Linked DNA regions of Arachis hypogaea: region 1 is linked to region 2. A link is a contact called in public Hi-C data. All regions are on one chromosome and are shown on one strand. The core of a region is the stretch at or near the end of the contact, and the rest is flanking DNA. Distances in the headings are between cores, read along the strand shown. Region 1 holds the start of LOC112737715 (phosphomevalonate kinase, peroxisomal). Region 2 overlaps LOC112737714 (transcription activator GLK1).

Region 1 (6,967 bases), core at 2,344-4,843, 89 kb after region 2:
ACAATACCAGCATGACCAGTTGAAATGCATATATATACACAAAAGTGTGCAACAGAAATCAACATAATTAAAGCATTTTTTGCCTAAAACACAAGACACATTAACCCCAAATTCAATAACAAAAAATCAAAATACTATACAAAATCAATACCCTATAAATGTGTCAAGTTTTATGATACCCTCAAAAAACCCGACCATTAACATTATGCAATGGCAATTCTACATCAACTATTAAGGCAGCAAAACTCACAAGGAACTAACAAAGACGTGCAGTTACTGCAAGGCTATGCTTTCCACTGGAGATTCAAACAAGATTCCAGAAAAACAAAAGGAAAGAAGCATGAAAACTTCAGAGGAGAGATGAATGACTACTTTGGTATCTAAGATCACAATCAGAAGCTAATAAGCTATATCACTATGTGAAGGAATATATTCACCAAACAACAATATCACGAGGTATATAAGTAACTAATACCCTACACTCCATCTTTTTTCCCCTTCTCCAGTGGTTAATCCACCAACCTACCATCAAATACATTAACCCTGTTTTCTTAGTTATTCCACGACTTCAGCTAATTTCTAAAAAGGCTTCAGCTAATTTCTCTTTCGTGGTAGAAAATGTTAAACCTGCACCAAGATTTTCATTCAGTTCATCTCACGGGCAACAACAAAACAAGAGAATTTAAATTTCGGGGCAAAGGCAAATCAAACACTTCTACAACAGTAATAAATAAATAAATCACATACGCTAATAAGGATTTCCACTTTTTAGAATATATTCTTCCACTTTTAAACGACTATAAAGCATGGCTAGCAGCCTAGCAACAGTGCAACACAATCCATACTACATAGAGCCAAATAATACGAACATTTATTTTCTTCTTTTACAATTGCTGCATCTACTTTCACACCTTGGTGGCCTTGACCCTATCACTCTTACCTTATTCTTCACAACAACATTCTTATATTAACACTTAATTAACATGATGCCATTAATTATTAAAACATTAATTAGCTAATAAGTTTGATTATTTTAATTTGTACCTGGGAAACTTCAATTACATTGGACATTGCTCTTCCTGCATGCACATATTATATTAATTAACTAACTTAGAAGCTAATTAAGCTAATAAGTTATTACTAACCTTGAGCCATGAATAAGGAAGTAGAAGAAGCTGCAAAGAGAATGAAGATGCTGATGAAGGTGGTTTGTCTATATTTGTGCCAACATGAGGATCCATTCATTCCCATCTTCTAAGGAAGGGGCACAATTCAATTGAAAGAGACTGCTGCACACAACAACAAACCAATATATATATATATATTCTCACTACTACCTTCTTCTATTATTGCCACTCCCACTAACCTTATTATGATGATAAATGAATAGTATGGTAAATGAATGGTACTCACCCTAGAATAGTAGAGAGAGAGAGAGAGGAGGATATATGTGCATGTGGCAGTATAGAAGGGTGAAATTCTGAAAAGGTGTCCTAAGATGGGTCACCTTATTTAATGCGTGTACCCTATGTAATGGTAAGGTCATGTAAGCCCTCATCTATTGATTCTCAGAGAAATTATTTTTTCACAAAACAAGAAAACAAAATTCTCTACTTTTAATTTACTTTATATGGATAATTTAATTTAAATATATATGTATTTAGATCATTATTCTTAAGTAGTAATTTATTAATTAATACTAAATTTGTTATTCTTAAGAAAACCAATAGCAGCCGTGCTCTGCAGTTATTCAAATCTCCATAGTAAAAGCAATTGCTTGAATAGAACTTTAAGATAAATCAAGAAAACAGCTCAAATTAGCAGACTATTGAAAAAATCGAACTAAATTTTTGGTACTCCAGTTTGCAAATAGTAATAATGATATTACACAAGAGAGGGAGAGTCCCAGGAAAACAAAAAGGCTGTGTGTAGCTATGTACCTTTGACAAAAATCTTGGAAGAAATTGCTCGGAGGAAAAGAAGTTGAGAAAGAGAGCTGTGCTGTTGACACCATATTTGCCGCAAACCCTCCATGCTTCAGCTTCATCATTGGGCAAGAATATTCGTCATGGTTATGAAACAAGCCACATATCTTACAAGATTTTCCAACACCAAAAAATATAATAAAAAACAGCAAATGACAAGCAAAAATATGCTGCTACACTTTTCCCCATAAAGGGCTAAAGTGAACTTAAAGCATGTATAACAGTTGATACATCGAAGTGAATCTGAAGATTGTACCAATCCATAAAATTTTAATTGCAAAACCATCATCAGAAGCATATATATAAGAGGCCTAAAACATGAAACTTGAAGCAACTAATAAAACTTAATCATGAGTTGCATTTCTAAACTAAATGAAAAAGAATGAAAATATTCTTCACACAGTTCACGAGCTCTATGTAACAGGTAGATTGAGCATAATTATACCCCTGATCTTCTAAACTTCCAAACTTCACTTGAGTTCCTCCAATAACAAAACCTTTCTAAATATGCCGAAAACTGATACTTTCTACTTACCTCAGGACAACTGCAGTTGTATATCTAAATTAAAAAGAGAGGTTAGTGGCAGACATATATATCAGCAAAAGGAAAACTAATCTGAAATTAATACAAGTCAAACAACCAAATAAACAGAAACACCGTCATTAAGAAGTAACCATAAGCTTTCAAGCTATAGAACAAACACACAAATTGAACAGTACAAAGTACCCTTTTCATGTAAGGAGAATTTGCACATCACTGAATATGAAGATAAGTAATTTATAGAAAAACTAAAGGGATAAAACAAAACACATTATTGTAATGTAATGTATCGTAGAACAAAGGGATAAAAATGAAGGTAAAAGACATCACAGTCATTGTATCAAACATGTGGTGATCATTACCCCAAGTGGTGCCAATACAGAAGGCCTTCTCCTTCTGCACTTCCAAACACTCCTGCCAAATAAATAAATAAACAGGGAGTTTAAAAACGAATTAGAATTAGTATTCATAATTTCATCTGAATCAGAAGTGAAAGCGTGAAGAAGCTGAGATGTTCACCTTGTCGAGATCCTCACGAGAACGAGAGGTTCTCGTAGTTCTTGTACTGCTTCAGTCGAGTCTCGCGGTACTTCTGTAGCTGTGGTTAAGCTTCACCCATGGAATCCATTATATATCCTTCCCATGGAGCTTCAGCACAGCCACACGCAGGAGGAGACAGAGACCGGCGACGCAGGAGGAAAAACATAGCGTTACGGGTTTCAGCCATGGAGGAAGGAGCGACGTTTGAAGGCTTACGAGAGAGTGAGCACGACAGAGGCTTTGAGACGGAGGGAGCGTCGATGGAGGGAGCGGCGAAGCAGGGGTTGGAAGCGCGACAAAGTTCTGGAATTAGGGTTGGAGGCGCGACGAAGCTCTGGGGTTAGGGTTGGATGCGGCGGCGGAGGGAGCCCGTGCGACGCAAGGTACGACGGAGAGAGATCTGTGACGTCAGCGGCGGACGAAGCTGGTGTGATGGAGAGAATAAGCAACTCGGTGACGGAGAGAGGAACAAGCTCGTTTGATATGGGTAGAGTGTAAATGGATCGAGTGGATAGAAATAAGATTAGGGTTATCTCAATATTTATCCACGGAAAATTTAAATTACAGACGGATTTTCCGTCTGTAACCATTTTTCACGGAAAAAAAATTAATTTTTTTGATGGAATTATCGACGAATTTTTTTTTTTGTCTGTAATTTATGTTAATTCATTTTTTTGGTTTTCTAACAAAAAATCTTTCTAAAATTCTTTCTGTATTTCTGTGGGATAAAATTTATCAAAAATATCTGTCTGTAATAACTAGTTTTCTAGTAGTGTAAGGTTTCTTTTACAAAGGTCAACTTCTTGGTCTTTTAACCAGCTAAAAGTCTCTTTTACCTTTTTTTATTCAAACCATAAAATTAGGAATTTGAAATTTGAATATTGGCTTGATCGAAGAAGGAAGAGCAGCACAAACTTACTTGCTTACTGATGATCCCAAATTTAAACTTTTAGATTTGTGCTTTGGCTCCAAATAACAACATCAATCATTGATTTATAGCAAAAAAATTTTGTCACCACTTTCATTAATTTTTTTCAAAATAATGGTGTATAAAAAGGAAAAAATATGAAGTAATTGACTTTCATATTAAAAAAAATTAATTACCTTTAACTTCTCTAAATTCTGCTGAATTTGCTTTTAATGCACTTGATTTAACATTAACTTTTTTTATTAGTTTTTTCTTTCTTCTACTTTGATATTTGAATTAAAAAGTGAGCTCTTTCATGTCTGACCAATACCCGAAATGAACAAACGTTGGGACTTAACTCAACTAAGGGTTGTTTTACTTTTGCTTGGGCTGAGTTGGTATAAATCATTTTTCATTCAGTAGCCTTGAATGCATTTGGTTTCATATGTTTGGACTGCAAAAATAATTTGAACCTAAACACTAAATCAACAATATTAAACCCACTTAAGGTTTTAAGTTATTAACCCAAATTAATATATTTGTCATCATTAATTTGTTATTTATTTTTCTAAACTCAACATAAACCTATACTTTAAGTTCTACAAAATAAAAAATTTTTAAAAATTAATAATATCAACTATTTAAAAAATTAGTTTTCAATATTTTTATTAAAAAATAAATTTTAGAATAATCTATAACTTATGTCTAATTTTTTATTTAACTTATTTTTTATTATAAATTTTAAATATTTAATAATTTTTTATTTTTATATTTTTAAAATTAAATATTAATTTTTAACTTTTTTTAATAAGTTAAACAAATACTCTTAGACACTATAGCAATCTATACAGGCACGGATTGAGTAACAAGCATGAGGGGCACTTACTTCTATACAGGCACGGATCGAGTAACAAGCATGAGGGGCACTTACTCCATTGTGTTTTTTATTTTTTTTAAAAAAAATAGTTATATATAATGTGTTTCTATTTTAAATTTTAAATGACTCTATTACAAATAAATTAAATTCAATGGTCAAAGTTTTAAGTTCACTTTTTTTTCTATTATTTTGACTATTATTTAACCTAATTAAATTTAGTTTTTGTGTCATCACTTTTTTATTCTCTTTAATATTTTTCTTATCTTTATATTTTCAACCTTCTTTTTTTATTCCTTATCTAGTGATCATCTTTTTTTATCAAAAGATAAATTTTAAATTCTTTATGTTTTTTTATATAGCTCTCTATGACTTTATGTATCTTCCAATTTCATTGTTTCTCTTTTTAAAATTTTCAATTACAAATTTTAATTCAAATAGTTATAGTTTTTAGGTATTAATCTAATGTTTTATTTTCTTCATGACTTTATATATTTTATTTTATTTTCAATTTATTCATCCTTATTATTTGTTTTATATCTTTTGTTCTATTATATGTACCTATATTACATATAAAATTTTAAAATGAATTGATTAATTTACTAATTTAAAATATATTTTTTATTTTTAAAAATAATAATAAAAAATATTTCAATATTACAATACATAATTAAACATGCATAAAATCTTTTATCTAATATTATATCAAAATTAAATTAAAAATATATAACAAATTTGATTATTTTAAAAGGAAATTAAAAAAATTATAAATTATATTTCTACTATTTTATATAAACATACTATACAAATTTAATTTTTCTAGTGTTTATATATAATTTTAGTTTCAAATTATAAATACTAGTGTATCATTAATCGCTAATATGCTAATTAATTCAGATTTTTATTATTAAATATGTATAAAAAATTAGTTAGATAACAAATTTTCTATAATTTAATAAAAATATTTTAAATTTAAATTTTTAAAATAAAAAATATATTTTTTATAAATTATATATAATAAATAATATTTTAAAAATAAAAATATTCACTAACTTTTTAAATTTTTATATCTCTATATAATTAATAATATTCAACAAATTTTATTTTAATGTATATATTTTTAACTCCACCTTTAAAATTTTTTGTCACTGATTAGTGATTCCATAAGCATTAAGCATACGTATAAGGCTAGAAGTGTACGTGCGTTTCTGGAAATTTCCACGGAGATCGAGATACACTTCACTGACACCTACGAACTATAAACAGTTAAAACGAAAGTGTTCATTCATACACACTTATTTCCTTGCCAATACCATTATATCATTTGTTCAATCAACTGACACAACAGAAAAAACAGCAAAAGTGAAGAGAAAGAGAGAGATGGGTGTGGATTATTACAAGATCTTGCAGGTTGATAAGAATGCAAAGGATGAAGACTTGAAGAAGGCTTATAGGAAACTTGCCATGAAGTGGCACCCTGATAAGAACCCCAACAACAAAAAAGATGCTGAAGCTAAGTTCAAGCAGATTTCTGAAGCCTACGAGGTATCTTTCTTCTTATGGCAATTGCAAACTTTTAACCTTTTTTAATCGGAATTTGTAGTGAAAAACTGAACTGAGTAGAACTTTGAACCCGGATCATGCTTACTTTTTTGTATGTGATCCTTACAGTTGATACTGCTGATATTCTTTCTTTTATCCTGAGATGATGGTTGAATGGTGAATATGAAAGATTTATCTATCTGGATTGTGGTTTTATCTTCTTAATACTCTTATAACTTTATTTATTTTTCCTCTTCCAGAAACCAGGATCAAAACAGGGCAATCTGAAAGATGCTTATTATGTTTTGGATTTTCTTGTAATTCTATGTGATGCTAAATAGCTGATGGTTTGTCCTATCTGAAAGGGTAGAGCAAATTTTGTAGCTTTTACCAAATTGTAGTAGAAAAGGAGTTGGATTCAATAAACAGTTTGATGATAGTAATGCTTACTTTGTTCCCATTATGAATATCATAGGTTCTTAGTGATCCTCAGAAGAGAGCTATCTATGACCAGTATGGGGAGGAGGGGCTTAAGGGACAGGTACCCCCTCCTGATGCCGGTGGACCTGGTGCAGGTG
Region 2 (6,355 bases), core at 1,597-4,096:
GTGCATGCAACATATATATAATGAATGATAAGAGAAGTCGTCAAATTAGGGTTTGTTGTGGCCACCACATGAAAGTGCAATAAAGGGATAAAGAACCTTTTTATTCTCAAGCACAAGAGGGTGGAATATTTGAAATTCCCTGTCTTTGTAATTCAGTTAGAACACTGTCAAGTGCTGGAGCTTTAAGTCCAAGAGGTAGTGGCTGCCATGGCTTTGATAGAACATCTCCAATAGCTGCATCTATGCTCTCCTTTGACTGCCCATATATAAAAATAAAAAAATGAATTATAAATTAAACATGCAAAAAAAAAAGAAAAGAATTTAAGGTAATTTCCTAGTATCCACCACTATTCATAAAATCAGGTACATTGTTCTTCCATATATGAATTTAATTGGTCTCCCTTTTAATATTTCAATAGGCCTGAAAAGTAATTTTATTTTGATAAAAATTGGAAACCAACTTTTTTTTTTAACAAAATCAGTCAATGCCTATCTTGTTTTTTATATTTATCTTTTTCCTTTTAACATTTGTATATTCCCTACTGTTTTTGGTGATTGTTGGTTAAAATAAGATTGGTTTCCTAATAAAATGTTTTAATTTACTTTTAATAACATAATATATGATTGATGTGCTCTTTTAATAATAACAATGCAAATAAAGCAATTAAATCCATATATATTTTCATGTTGTTAATAGTTTGTCGTGTTTAGTTATTTGTTAAAGCAATGATGTAAAACAAAGCAATTTATGGATCCTCACATGAAGTAGAAAAATATTACTTCATAAATTAATATATTTTGACAATTGAGAGTGACATTTTGGTTAATATATATCTGAATAGAGTAATAATTAAGTTTGACTAATTTGAACACATAAATTTTCATGTCAATTTTATCGTTAATACTATTTCACAATGAAGTATAGAAATACTATTTCACAATGCCATTTGCAAAACACATTTTAGTATAGGATGATATTAGAAGACAAGTAAAATTTATTGTTTTTGTCCAGTAATTAATTAGTAATATTTAAAAATAAGGGTTAAAAATATGTTATTAGACTAATAAATTAAAAGTACTGTAATATTAGTTAAAAGCGCTAGAATCTCTTACTCAATACTATTCGTATAAATCTTTTTATCAATTAAGTCTAACTAAATTAATCTAACATCAATAGACATTATTTTTATTATTCTCAATTATCTATTTATTCAAGTTTTATTGTTTAATTTAATTGGAAACTTAGATATGTAGCATTTGGTGTAATTTTATTGCATTATTAGACATGTGTGAAAAATGTTTGCGTGTGTTGGAAGGAAGAAAAGGCAGAGTAATGAAATGAAGTTTACCGGATGGAAGTCAATGATGGGGTTTGGGTTGGCGCTGGAGAGGCCGTTAATGGGAGGATCTGCTGCTTTGTACATAACATGTGGATGTGGTGATGTTACTGGAATAATAGTGCCTGCCACACCTCCTGATCCATATTTCTGCATTTTTTTTTTTTGTTTCTTCTTTAGTTAGTTAGTTAGACTAACAAAATAATAGAAATATTTAAAGATTATCAAAATTTATTATTTTTTATTAATATTTGACTAATTTTAAATACTAAAATTAAATTCTAAATGTTAAATTTCAATAATATAAAAATAAAATATTAATAAGACCATTTCTTATGATAAGAATAAATTTGAAAAGCTTTCAAAATATAGATAACAATGGATCAAGATTTCAAATAATGTACAGTTTTAAAATGTTATAGATTTACAATTTTTTTGTTTGCTAATTTCAAATTAAACATGTCTCTTGTGTCACGAGACAATACCGAAGTGTAATAAGTTTTATGGCAAGAATTGTATACGATATATATAAATATATGTTATTGTTTTGGTAAGGGGGAATAATAATAATCTAAAGGACAAAGAGAGAAGACAACATGGGTGGTTCCAAAATAGTAAGGTAAACGAACAGTTACCCTTGTTGTCAGAGGCTGTGGAAAACACGGTGATCCTGGGGTTAGCATGTTTTGAGCCTGCATGAAAAAAAAAAAAGAATATACTTTTTTTCAGAAAAAGAAACTAAGAAAGCAACATGATGAGTTATTCTTGAGATTCAAATTTTCATTCTAACTTTAGTATAAAACAAACAAAACATTATTAATGATCGAGAACTACACATTTCCAAATTATTATATAATTTTTTACTGGAACTAAATTATTAAAGAAAGTTTAAGCTTTAGAAGTACTAGCTAGCTACAAGGTTATTAAATTAATCAAACAACGTATTAAATTAATATTTGATCATCACTCACATAAAAATATTTTTGTATAAAAATAATAATGAAAAATTTTAAATAATTAATATATTTAACTAATTTATTTAACAATACGTGTTAACATTCTAATAATATAATTTTCAGGTAAAAATATCTTCAAAAATAGCTACCTAATATCATGCATGGTTTTGAATTCTGGTTTGCATCTACAATGAAGATGCATTCCACATGTGCATTGCAATAATTTCAATAATCACATGCATATGCTTTCTACTAAATTGTTTTCATAACTTTTCACATCAAAGCACAACTATATATACATAATTCTTGTTACGCAACATGCAAGCACAATTTAAACCATGAAAACAATCAACAAATTATGAGTTGGAAGCTTAAAGGAGTTAGTTTAGAGCGTTAACTAGTTGGTGGTGAGGATGCCAGAACGGGAGAGCAACAGGTTGCACCCACGGCTGCGACTGCGAGAGTGAATGAGTGGGATTTTTAGGCCACGTGTGTATGAAAGATTGGTCCATGGAGGGATGTCCCCATACATGTAATGGTCTGAAATGGTGCACTGAAGTGATTGGAGGGAAACCCATGGTAGGTGCTAGCCATGGACTACTCACATCTCTCTTCCCTCCATACATTTGTCTCCTTTGATTCCAATTTGCTGCTTCAGCTTCACGCGCTAGTAAATGTTTCCTATGGGATCTATATTTCTGCATTAAAACAAATCATATTGTTCTTTATCACAAAATCCTACACTTTTTTTTTTTAAATTATTAAGTTACATAATCCATAAATTGAAGCAACCAGCGCGCTCGCACGTGTGTATATAATATATATATATACACACACGGCAAATACTCATGTATAGATGTTTTTACTTAGTTTATAATCGAAAACGGTTAGTTAATTCAATAGATTTAATTAAATTGTAATGTATCAATTTTTAATTATTAAGTTTAAATAAAAACAATTATACGTAACTTCCTACCAATATATATATTTTGGTGGAAGTTAGCAGTTAGCATAGACAATGGGGTGGCCATGCTTCACAATGAAAAAAATTTGAAACTAAGTTGTAAAGGTAAATAGTGATTTTCATTTAATAAAATATCTTTTATATCAAATTTAATATTAAAATAATTTAAATAGTTAATATTAAATTAAAAATAAATATTTAAACAGTATAAATAATTAATTTAATATTTTAAACTGTACATTTAAATAATTTAGAATGAAAGATTAAAAAATAATAAAATTTACTTGACATAATATTCTTTTAAACTCATTTGTAAGAGAAACATGTACCTAGTGTATACTTAATACGAGTACATTGACCAAAAAAAAAAAACGTACGGTGCAATTTGATCCTTTAAATTACATTTTGATTTAGTCTTTAAAATTTGGATGGTTTTAATTTAGTCCCTACACTTTTCAAATTTTAATCACATTAGTTTTTACAATAATTTTCGCCACAAGGTCAATTAAAAAGTTTAGGAACTAAATTAAAGTAATTAAAATAAATTTCAAGGATTAATTTGAAGTTCGAGTATAACTTTAAAAATCAAACGGAGTATTTTTTTCAAAAATGATAATTGATAGCTGATAATAGTATAGATTTACAATTTTAATAATTTAATTAAATTTATTAAATGAGCTTTTCAAATATAAATTTTCATAAGAATTTTCATAAAGAACATCTAGATTCTAACTTTGATATAATATATATACTAATATGAATAAAGATTAAAATGAAGAGTGAAATATAATTTTTTTCTTTTTTTGTTAATTATATATATATATATATCTTATATTTTTTATTTTTTAGTTTATATAAATTATTTTATACATTTACAAAAAATAATTTAATTTTCATAGAATAAATACATTTACATAAAAAAAATATATTAGGCAACTTGTTTTGTAGATTAAGATTTATATATACTTAGATACTGAAAAATCTTCTTTACTCACGTATAAACTCTATCATCAAAATTCATTTGTCATCTTTTAAAGTAATTTAACAAAATTCTATTATTATCTACTAAATCAAAGATTGGAGAGAGATATCGAGGAAAGTGAATTCATATAAAAACAAAGTGAATTCATATAAAAACAAAGTGAATAAATTTAACCCATTAAATTTTATATAAAAATGACAAAGTAATTTTTTTAGTACTAACAATTTATTATTATTACAAATAATTCTTCTCTAAATCTATTTTGTCTAAATTATCATCAATATCATCATAATATTATCAACAATATATGATTAATAGTAATCCAACTTTTTAATTCTATTAACACCAATTATGTTTTTTTCTTTTCAAAAAGAGAGTTTTAACTACTGAAGTAATACGTGTTTAATTTTTTTCAGACTAATATAAATTAAAAAAATATAAGAATAAAAAAATAAAACTAATTTTGTGGTTAAAAATTAATGTGATGTATACAATTTTTTTCCATAAAAATTGATAAAAATTTTCCTTTGAAAAATCTAAAAGTTTGAATACTAAAACTAAAAAGAGAAAAAATATCCTACCATTAAATTACGAAAATATTTTTTTTACGGAAGATTATATAGATATTAAATTGAAGGAAATAAAAAGAATATTATTATTAGTTACCTGAAGGTGGCTTGCAATGTTATGGCGAGTGAGGCAATCAATTCCCATAATCTCCAAAATCCTAGAAGGTACTGCCTTATCCACTCCAAGTTGTTCCACTGCTTGTACAAATCTCCTATGTAACTCTGGGGTCCAATCCACCTATACATTCACACACCCCAAGAGATAACACAACATCAACAATAATATTCCTTCTCCACCAAATACTTTTTCAAATCAAATTTTTAGGTCAATGATTTATTTTTATAAAACTCCTTTCTCTTTCTTTTCTCTATGCAACTTATAGAACCCGTGAGCTTTTTTCAACTTTGTGAATAACATAATTGAGATAGAGAGATAGACTCAGAAGAACATTATGGATATATAAACTTGCTTTGACATATTAACATGCATATAAACTTCAATGAAAATTTAAACTTCCTAATTAATGAAGTAAAAAAACACTACTAGTAAATTTAATAAATATTAAATAAAAAATCATTATTGTGAAAAAATAGAATTTAGAAAATAAACTAAGAATAATTTTTATTAGCAACTCTCATTATATTGGTAAAGTAATTTATAAATATAAATAATGGCATCTATGTTCTCTATAAGAATCATTTTCTTAGTTTTTGTAAGAAGATTAAATTTAAGTTTTGGTATTTTTAAGATAATAAATTTAGTTGGCATTTTACTTTGTTTAGAAAAACAAGTGATAATTAATTTGAAAATAAAGCAAGGAAGTAGGTAGGTTGTACCTTGACTTTTTTAATCTTGGCTTGAGGATTATTACTCTTGGATTTAGACGATGGTTTTCTTCCTTTTCCAGCATACTTTGTAGGAGGATTCACAACCATAGACTCCTCATTCTTGTTGGAAGCAAGTTTATTGTGAATTGAAGATTGGTCTGCCTTAGGGTTGTCGAAAAATTGGGCAAAGACATCAGCCTCCATCTCCAAATCTGGCAACACATCACTTTCCATGTTGATGCCGACGAAGAGGTCATCAAAATTGATGCTCTCCAACAAGCTTCCTTCGGACAGTTCGCCAAATTCATCGTCTTTTGATGACACCCCAATCGACTTGAAGCTCTCCATTCTTTCATCTCTTCTTGTACTCCCCACAGGAGGTGATGACACACCAAGCATTAATCAAAGATTTATTTTTCTATATACATAATACTGAATTCACAAAAATAAATATATGAAAATCTCATAAAAAATTAATTGCTTCATACCACGTGTCTTATGGTGCATGAAAATTTGATAATATAATCGGGAATCTAGAGAGTACTTAGATGTGAGTTTGGTTTTTACCCCAAAATGGTTACTTTGTTTATGGCATGTGAATATGAAGAGTTGATGTTCTCTTCAAATAATATGGGGCATTTTATGTTGCCTTCTGATGAAGTAGTGGCGAGAGAGTGTGTCTGAGAGAGAGAACCAAATTGTTTCTCAGCCACAACTTT

Evidence for each region. Hi-C and Micro-C count contacts between places; a contact is called where the count stands out from the background.
Region 1: a contact with region 2 is called in a Hi-C map of leaf, with 2.6 times the contacts expected there. The contact joins the promoter of LOC112737715 here to the enhancer-like site in region 2. A contact is called at or near these places in 3 of 8 Hi-C or Micro-C datasets (leaf and an unstated tissue).

Annotation. Positions count from the first base shown.
Region 1 is chr13:23,476,047-23,483,013 of arahy.Tifrunner.gnm2.J5K5, forward strand. LOC112737715 (phosphomevalonate kinase, peroxisomal) reads right to left here and starts at 3,594. Exons shown (of 9, transcript XM_072211485.1): 1 at 3,046-3,594; 2 at 2,889-2,940; 3 at 1,941-2,041; 4 at 1,146-1,289; 5 at 527-627. The coding sequence starts at 538. It overlaps LOC112737716, which reads left to right and starts at 6,004. Exons shown (of 3, transcript XM_025787764.3): 1 at 6,004-6,392; 2 at 6,865-6,967. The coding sequence starts at 6,228.
Region 2 is chr13:23,387,560-23,393,914 of arahy.Tifrunner.gnm2.J5K5, forward strand. LOC112737714 (transcription activator GLK1) reads right to left here. Exons shown (of 6, transcript XM_025787757.3): 1 at 5,646-6,355; 2 at 4,906-5,046; 3 at 2,692-2,991; 4 at 1,973-2,029; 5 at 1,350-1,487; 6 at 1-256. The coding sequence starts at 6,035. The coding sequence ends at 107. Among protein-coding and RNA genes, the nearest start is that of LOC112737714, 3.3 kb to the right of the region's middle. Within about 2 kb of position 2,847, at least 1 of the 3 cell types and tissues checked has open chromatin away from gene starts, as enhancers often do.